Linked DNA regions of Salmo salar: region 2 is linked to region 1. A link is a contact called in public Hi-C data. All regions are on one chromosome and are shown on one strand. The core of a region is the stretch at or near the end of the contact, and the rest is flanking DNA. Distances in the headings are between cores, read along the strand shown. Region 1 overlaps rnf13 (ring finger protein 13). Region 2 holds the start of LOC106574126 (profilin-2).

Region 1 (3,575 bases), core at 1,066-3,565:
AAGCTGATACATGGTCTACTTTATATTGAATCCTGTTTCCAAAAGGAACACAGACTGGAAATCTCACTGGATACCTTCTGCAAAGCCTGCTATGACAACACTGTGCCACTGCCTCACATTCACACCTGGCTCAGAACAAGCTGCAATAGCTCCCCCTATTGGCAATGGACCCACAAGGAAATGCCGAAACACTCCTCTGTACAGAACACAGTATACTTTTAAGGGGAAAAATACAATAAAACACCTGCCATTTTTTTAAACGTTATTTTTAAAGTTTAACAGCCGATTGTTCGTTTCAGGTTTTGAATCCGGGGCCAATGTTGGTAAATCATTTCCTTACCATATAAAAGAGGAAGCATTTTGGTGCTGGAGGTGGGTTTCCTCTGACGTTTCAGCATTGACTTGACGCAGTGCTGAGAGACTTTCCACTCTGGAGGACAGCGGGACTGGATCACGCTTACCCAAACCCAACTGGATGGGGAAATCACTACCCATTTCTATCTGTAGGGCATTTACAGACAATACAGTCATCTTCCTCCTCCTGCACTGCGGGATTACCTAGTGGTCGTGAAACCTAAATCAGACTTTGATTCAAATACTATTTGAAAAATACTTGAGTGTTTTCTTTGGCCTGACAGATTATGAATATTACAATTTTGAGACTATTTGATTATGTGGTTTCATGGAACAAACTCAAATCAAGCACAGAATAAGACAGTATTTGAACCCAGGTCTATACCTAATCCCAGTCCGGAAATGTCACTAAACCCAGGTCTACACCTAATCCCAGTCCGGAAATGTCACTAAACCCAGGTCTATACCTAATCCCAGTCCGGAAATGTCACTAAACCCAGGTCTATACCTAATCCCAGTCCGTAAAATGTCACTCACGCAGACCCTGTTTATGGATTTGCTTCGGTAATAACAGAGGAAAAACAGAGGAATTATTAAATAGCCTCCAGTTTGTGCAGTTTTAAGCAGATTAAAATGAATGAATCTAAAAATCAGATTAGTAGAGAAGGTTTCATAGATACACTGCACACAGAGGAGCAGCAGCTCAACGGATTCAACTGTATTGAAGAATGGCTAAACCCCTCAATCTCATGTTACAGTGAAACTACTGAGCACATGCACACAAAGCACATACACGCACACACGCACACTAAGCACGCGCACACTAAGCACATGCACACTAAGCACACTAAGCACATGCACACTAAGCACATGCACACTAAGCAGATGACATGACAAGGATCTAACATGTAAGGTTAATTGTAGACAGCACAAAAAATGGGAACTAAACCAGCAGAGCCAAACATTTTATCTAGGAAATCAAGTAATATCGGCACCCAGAAACATATCAACTTCTCCATTTTAATGTTGATCTGTCGCATGAAATAAGGAATCAAGTGGAACATTTTTACAGGCCAAAACTGGGTTGTAATACTTGATACAGAACAATAAAGTGGTATTTTCTGAATTGGGTCTGCGTCCCAAATGGCACCCTATTCCCTATGTAGTGCCCTACTTTTGACCAGGGCCTATGGCACCCTATTCCCTATGTAGTGCCCTACTTTTGACCAGGGTCCGTGCCATTTGTGGCACATCCTAGGAGTGCCAGGCCAGGCCACTGTAACACAGTGGTATAGATAGAGGACTGGGACACGCTCAGATGAAAGTCAGGCTTCAGGATCTGACTGCATGGGTTTCAATCTCTAAGTAGGTTAAGGCTAACAAAACATTTCCCTTTGCGAACGCAAGCAGCAGTTCAAAAAACACAACGACCAGGGATTCAAATGCTCCAGCAGGGCAGAAATGTGACGAACTGACTAGTTGAAAAGGTGGCATTCTATGACTGTGTCACATTGAAAGTCACTGAGCTCTTCAGTAAGGTCATTCTACTGCCAGCGTTTGTCTATGGAGATTGCGTGGCTGTGTGCTAGATTTTATACACCTGTCAGCAACGGGTGTGGCTGAAATAGCCGAATCCACTAATTTGAAGCTGTGTCCACACACACACACACAAAAGTATGTCAGTGTTTCATTTTTCACACATTTTCCTTCCACTTGACAGAGTATTTTGTGTAGATTGTGGACCAACAAAAAAATACATCCATTTTAATCCCACTTTGTAACACAACTAAATGTGGAAAAAGTTAAGGGATGTGAATACTTTCTGAAGGCCCTGTAGCTGTGTGGAATGGAAATGGGTCAGCATGATTTTTCCCCTTTTAAAACATGTGTACATAGCCGCATCCCATCTCCAAAGCCACAGGCCGAATCCAGCTGCCCTTCAACTTCCCAGGCCACTCCCACTCCTGCATCCCGAGCCAGACATATGACAGGATATGACACAGTGCTTCCTGTCCCTGCTAAAAGCCAGTCACTGTTCCGTTAAGTTCCCCCAGGGCAATTATCTGCTGCTTTATCACTAATTGAACAAAGCCCTAGGAATCTCTCTGCATATATTTACCCCAAATAAACTGGGAAGCGACTCAGACAAATTTTTATTATCCTTCCTTAACTAATCACAGATCTGACATGACTTGATAGGGGTAAATCAGCATTTCCAGCACATAGCCTACAGCATTCTAGTCATGTTAGATTAGTGATTAGACTACCCCAAAGTAGGGAGGAATAACATATTTAAACGTAAACAGGGCCTAATCTAACACCAGTTTTTGCAACCTTGGCAGCATAAACCATCCCCAGGTCACGCTGGTATCGATGTTCAGTCTATAGTTTGTAAGAAGAGTGGAAGTGAAAGTCCGGTGCTTCGCATGAGGAACACAACATGAAAACCATTGCTTTGACCAAATTAAAAGAGGAAGGGGTGTATTCAGGGGGAATTCCTACCGATGTAGATAGAAATAGAATGAAGCTGACAGACAACAAGTCATTTTTCAACATGATACATTTCAACTAGAAAGTTCTGTTACATCCTATTGAACAGACAGGAGATTTAGCGGGAAAACCTCTGTTCGTGACACACTGTGTTCTAGAAGAGAACATCAGGACTCGGCTACATTTCTGTCACTAATATCATTGCCTTTAGTACTATTTCACCCTTGAGGGAATGGCTGGCGCACGTTCACTTCGCACACTTTCCTTTAATGATCCCAGTTGTCCCATTTGGGACACACGACTAGTCATACACTGTGCCATTTCGGGGCATGGGAGGGGTGTGGTTCCACTGAAAGAAAGCCCAGAATGAGGCCCACTGGGAAATCATGAGAGACAAGCAAGCTGGTAAGTGTCTTGTGATTCTGGGACAAGCTGCAGGCGCCATTGTAGGATGGAAAGTTTGTTCCATCAGGACTGCAATCCGTTGGGACATGGAAGCTGCTGCAGTTCATTCCTAAACATTCTTCTCTCAGTTCTTCCGTGGTTCACTAGCCTTCACAGGGACTGGAGAGGTGGAAGCCATAAGGGAATAGTAGTGGTGTTCCATAAAGCTACAATCAGCAGTTGAAACAATAACAAAGCTAGCTCACCGCCCCTGTTTTATTAAAAACGCTCAGGGGTGGTGCTGGAGAAATGTAACCACTCAAATTCATAACCAAGCTATGGATGTA
Region 2 (3,752 bases), core at 145-2,644, 73 kb before region 1:
CTAGCCAGGAGATCCCCGCTTTACTCAGTGGAGCGTCTCCACTTGTTTTTTGGCCTTCCCTGCCTGAACATATTACTTAGAACCTTTGTATCAATATGTGACAAGTACATGAACATTGAACTCAGCAAAACAAACCACACCTCTGAAGTAAATAGTCCCAACAACAGGGCAATATCATGCAAATTCTCAGGGTGCAAAGTGTTTGGATTGGATGAATTGCACAAGGGGTAAGGGGTAGAGTCATGGGTAATAACTCAGCCAAAGGAGAGAGAGGGCCAAGGGATGAATGAATCATCCTAGGTAATATATATATATTTTTAAAGATCAGAGACAATGGTCACATTCTGCCTCTCTGGGGAAATGAAATGATGCCTACACTCAGATAATGTTCTTTTTTTTTAAGAGCAAGTCGATGAGAACATGTGGAAAGAGGTTAGCCTGGTCCCTGATGTGTTTGTGCTATCATCAACTTGCCATGACAATGAGAGACAATGGGTTGACAAGATAGAACAAAGATCTGGGACCTGGCTAGAAAGAGGTTGCTCTGTTTACCACTTTCCCACTTTTTTTGTTTGTTGTTGTTATATGCTACATACAGCTTCTGAGAAAATGCCGAACATCTATTCTATCATGCTGTACCCATGCAGATGGCGATTAACAAACGGAATAAACATCTACTCCAATATTGTTACACCCTGAGTGAGTTAATATGTAACCAACAGGTGTCTTTATTCTGTACACAACATTTATTGTAATAGGCGTCACACTGGTCTGACCTGCCACCAGAATTTATGCTAGTTCAATCACATGCATTAAATGTCTCCAAATATGGCGACCTCTATTTTCTAATAAAGTGGAGCTAAATAGGCTAGTTTGGGATCTCAGACTTGTTTGTTGTAAAATAAGTAACATTGCAAACGGACTAATTGTAGACTGACTAACTGTCTAACACAAATTAAATGTCACTATTGCATGCTTTCAATCTTAAATATCTGACAAATTATCGCACAAGAATCTGACGAGGATCATTGATGATATATATATGCCATCAATTGAATAGAAATTCCAATGACATACTTTGATTCATAAAGGACATCGTGGCGGGAAAAGAAGGACTATGTCATATGAAAAAATTAAGTCTGTCACTGGTCAGAAGGAGCATATGGCTTGTGTAAAATACCACATAAGATTGACTTACAAAACGATTTAAAAAAAAAAAAAATTCAGCATATTGACAAATTTGTAAAAATATAAAAATAAAATAGATACCACACCGTACAAATCATTCTTAGGAACACTCGTTTTATTCATCCGCGACAACCGACGATTTGCAATAAAGTTCAGCCTAACAACGACTGGGCGGAGTGATTTATTGAAGGACTACACCCAACCCGTTTGCTGTGAGGCTTCTCTTCTTCAGACCCAGAAGAAAGCGGGGACGTGACGGAGCTGGGGAATTGTTGGGAGACTACAAAATCACCGAAAATACAGCTTATAATACCATCACTGTTGCTCCAGCGTACCTGTCACATATATATTTTTTTTATTAAATATATATATCCACATTTGAACTAATACGCAAGTATGTCCTGGCAAGGCTACGTGGATAACCTGATGGCCGATGGCAGCTGCCAGGACTCCGCCATTGTTGGGTATACGGACGCCAAATATGTCTGGGCATCGTTTCCCGGTGGTACATTTGTTAACATAACGGTAAGGACATTTTTTTTAAAATAATAATTTAAAAGACTAATCTACGAACTCGGTAAATGCCGGTATTTTAGTCTGTTTAAATATGGGAGTTGGGCCCTGCCTAAAGGGGAAAGCCCCAGACGGAACGGGCTCTAGACAGGCAGCATGTGTTAGCTAGTTACGCTAGCGAGTTAACTAACACATGCTATCCGGTGTTTTTCGGTAGAGTTATTAAGACTTGTCACATGGTTATTTGAAATATCAGTGAATAGGTTTAGGACCACAAACTATATTAAATTTAGTTGTGGTCTAGCAAGTTAACTGTTAACGTTAACCAGCTGACTGACACATTTAACTAGTTATCAACACATTAGCCAGGCTATTTGGCGTCTGTTAGCATAGGTAACTCCCCACATTAAGCCTTAAAGTGTGCGTTAGGAAAACGTGTTACCACAAATGTTAAATTGAAACCAGTTTCCCTGTTATGTCTAGCCGGCAATGCGGGCTTTGGGAGGAGCGGCGGTGAAAAATGGCACTCTCTCAGGTCATCCAGATCCGAAAGTGATTAGGCGAAGTTGGCGGATCATTGCGCTGCATTCATATGTTAAATGTACAATTGTAGACTCCGCGGAGTTCGTAAATGCATTTGTGAATCAGGCCCTCGCTGCAATGCTGCCGCCCCTTTTAATTTCCCAAGATGGCGCCGCCTCTGCCTGCTTTTATTCATTTTTTTGACCCTTCCAGTCTACGCAAGTAATCGTATGGGAACTTAAATTATATGCACCAGCTCGAAGCACATTGGTCGTTGTACAACAATATACTATTAGTTTGGACGTTTTTTTTTTTAAGCTAACATTGCATTATTCCTGGTCATTCATGAACCCTCCATTTTGTTAGTTAGCAAGCATGGAAATTAACTATTTTAGCAAGGATTGCCTGTGTTGTCAATTTCCAGATTGCAGCATTTAAATAAACGCGCGTACAGGAGGACATTTCTTCCGTAGTTTCCGTCGGGATCGTAGTTGGATGCATGCTAGCTCAATAAAACATGTTTTAGCTACCAAACGTTGACTATCTTTCTAGCCAGGATGGGACTGCGGCAGGATGTATGATTCCACACTCCAATTGAAATTCGCTGGTCCTGTATCGATATCCGTGTGTAATGGGGGTTAATTTTCAGTGAGCTGCTTCCTTGTCAGTATTCTAGTTAGCTGCTTTGCTAAGCTTTGGCTAGACAGTTAATCATTAGCTGGTTGGTACCCTGGGCACATTCTCATGGATGTGAAATGAACGACTTGGCACTTGCTCTGTTAAGCATATGGTCAAATGTTACAGGTTGTAGGCAAACTGTCAGTTGTCCTGTATATTGCCTCGGTGGACAGCGTTGCTCTGGTTTCAGTTAACCTCAAGGCCGTCACTGTAAATAAGAATTTGTTCTTAACTGACTTGCCTAGTTAAATAAAGGTAATAAAAAAAGTAACCTCTAGTGTTTTAGACTGACTTACAGGAGGAGGCCAGCTAGGGATGGTCTAATCTCCTAAAATACGATTCGATCAAACATGCAAAACGAAGGGGTTGCATAGTCTTAACAGTTAGTAGGTAGGTAGCCTGGCAGGGCAGGAGCGTTGGGCCAGTAACCGAAAGGTTGCTTGGTTGAATCCCCGAGCTGACAGTAAAAACCTGCCATTCTGCCCCTGAGCAATGTAGTTAACCCACTGTTCCCCAGCACCCAAAGACGTGGATGTGGATTAAGGCAGCCCCCCACACCGCTCTGATTCAGAGGGGTTTGGTTAAATGCGGAACACGCATTTCAGTTGAATGCATTGTTGTACAACTGACTTAGGTATCCCCCTTTCCCTTAGTACTGTATTAGTGTTGAAATCTAACTAGTCTTTTGACCAGCTAGAGCTACTTACTAACTGTGCCAAGGTATGGTCTACTGAGAATGCATAAATATTCAACAAACCACATGAGGAATCTGGACACTGTCCTATCAGAGCTGAGTAAGATGGTTACAATGTGTCAGTCTCTATCACAAGGTACCCTGAACAAATCATTTG

The links. Hi-C and Micro-C count contacts between places; a contact is called where the count stands out from the background.
Region 2: a contact with region 1 is called in a Hi-C map of gill, with 2.7 times the contacts expected there. The contact joins the promoter of LOC106574126 here to the enhancer-like site in region 1. A contact is called at or near these places in 2 of 3 Hi-C or Micro-C datasets (gill and muscle).

What each region holds. Positions count from the first base shown.
Region 1 is chrssa16:51,338,556-51,342,130 of Ssal_v3.1, reverse strand. The region is part of intron 3 of rnf13 (ring finger protein 13); the gene reads right to left. Among protein-coding and RNA genes, the nearest start is that of rnf13, 23 kb to the right of the region's middle. Within about 2 kb of position 2,315, at least 3 of the 13 cell types and tissues checked have an H3K27ac peak or open chromatin away from gene starts, as enhancers often do. A contact at or near this core is called in gill, where this site is marked.
Region 2 is chrssa16:51,410,053-51,413,804 of Ssal_v3.1, reverse strand. It overlaps LOC106574126 (profilin-2), which reads left to right and starts at 1,394. Exons shown (of 3, transcript XM_014149743.2): 1 at 1,394-1,713. The coding sequence starts at 1,585.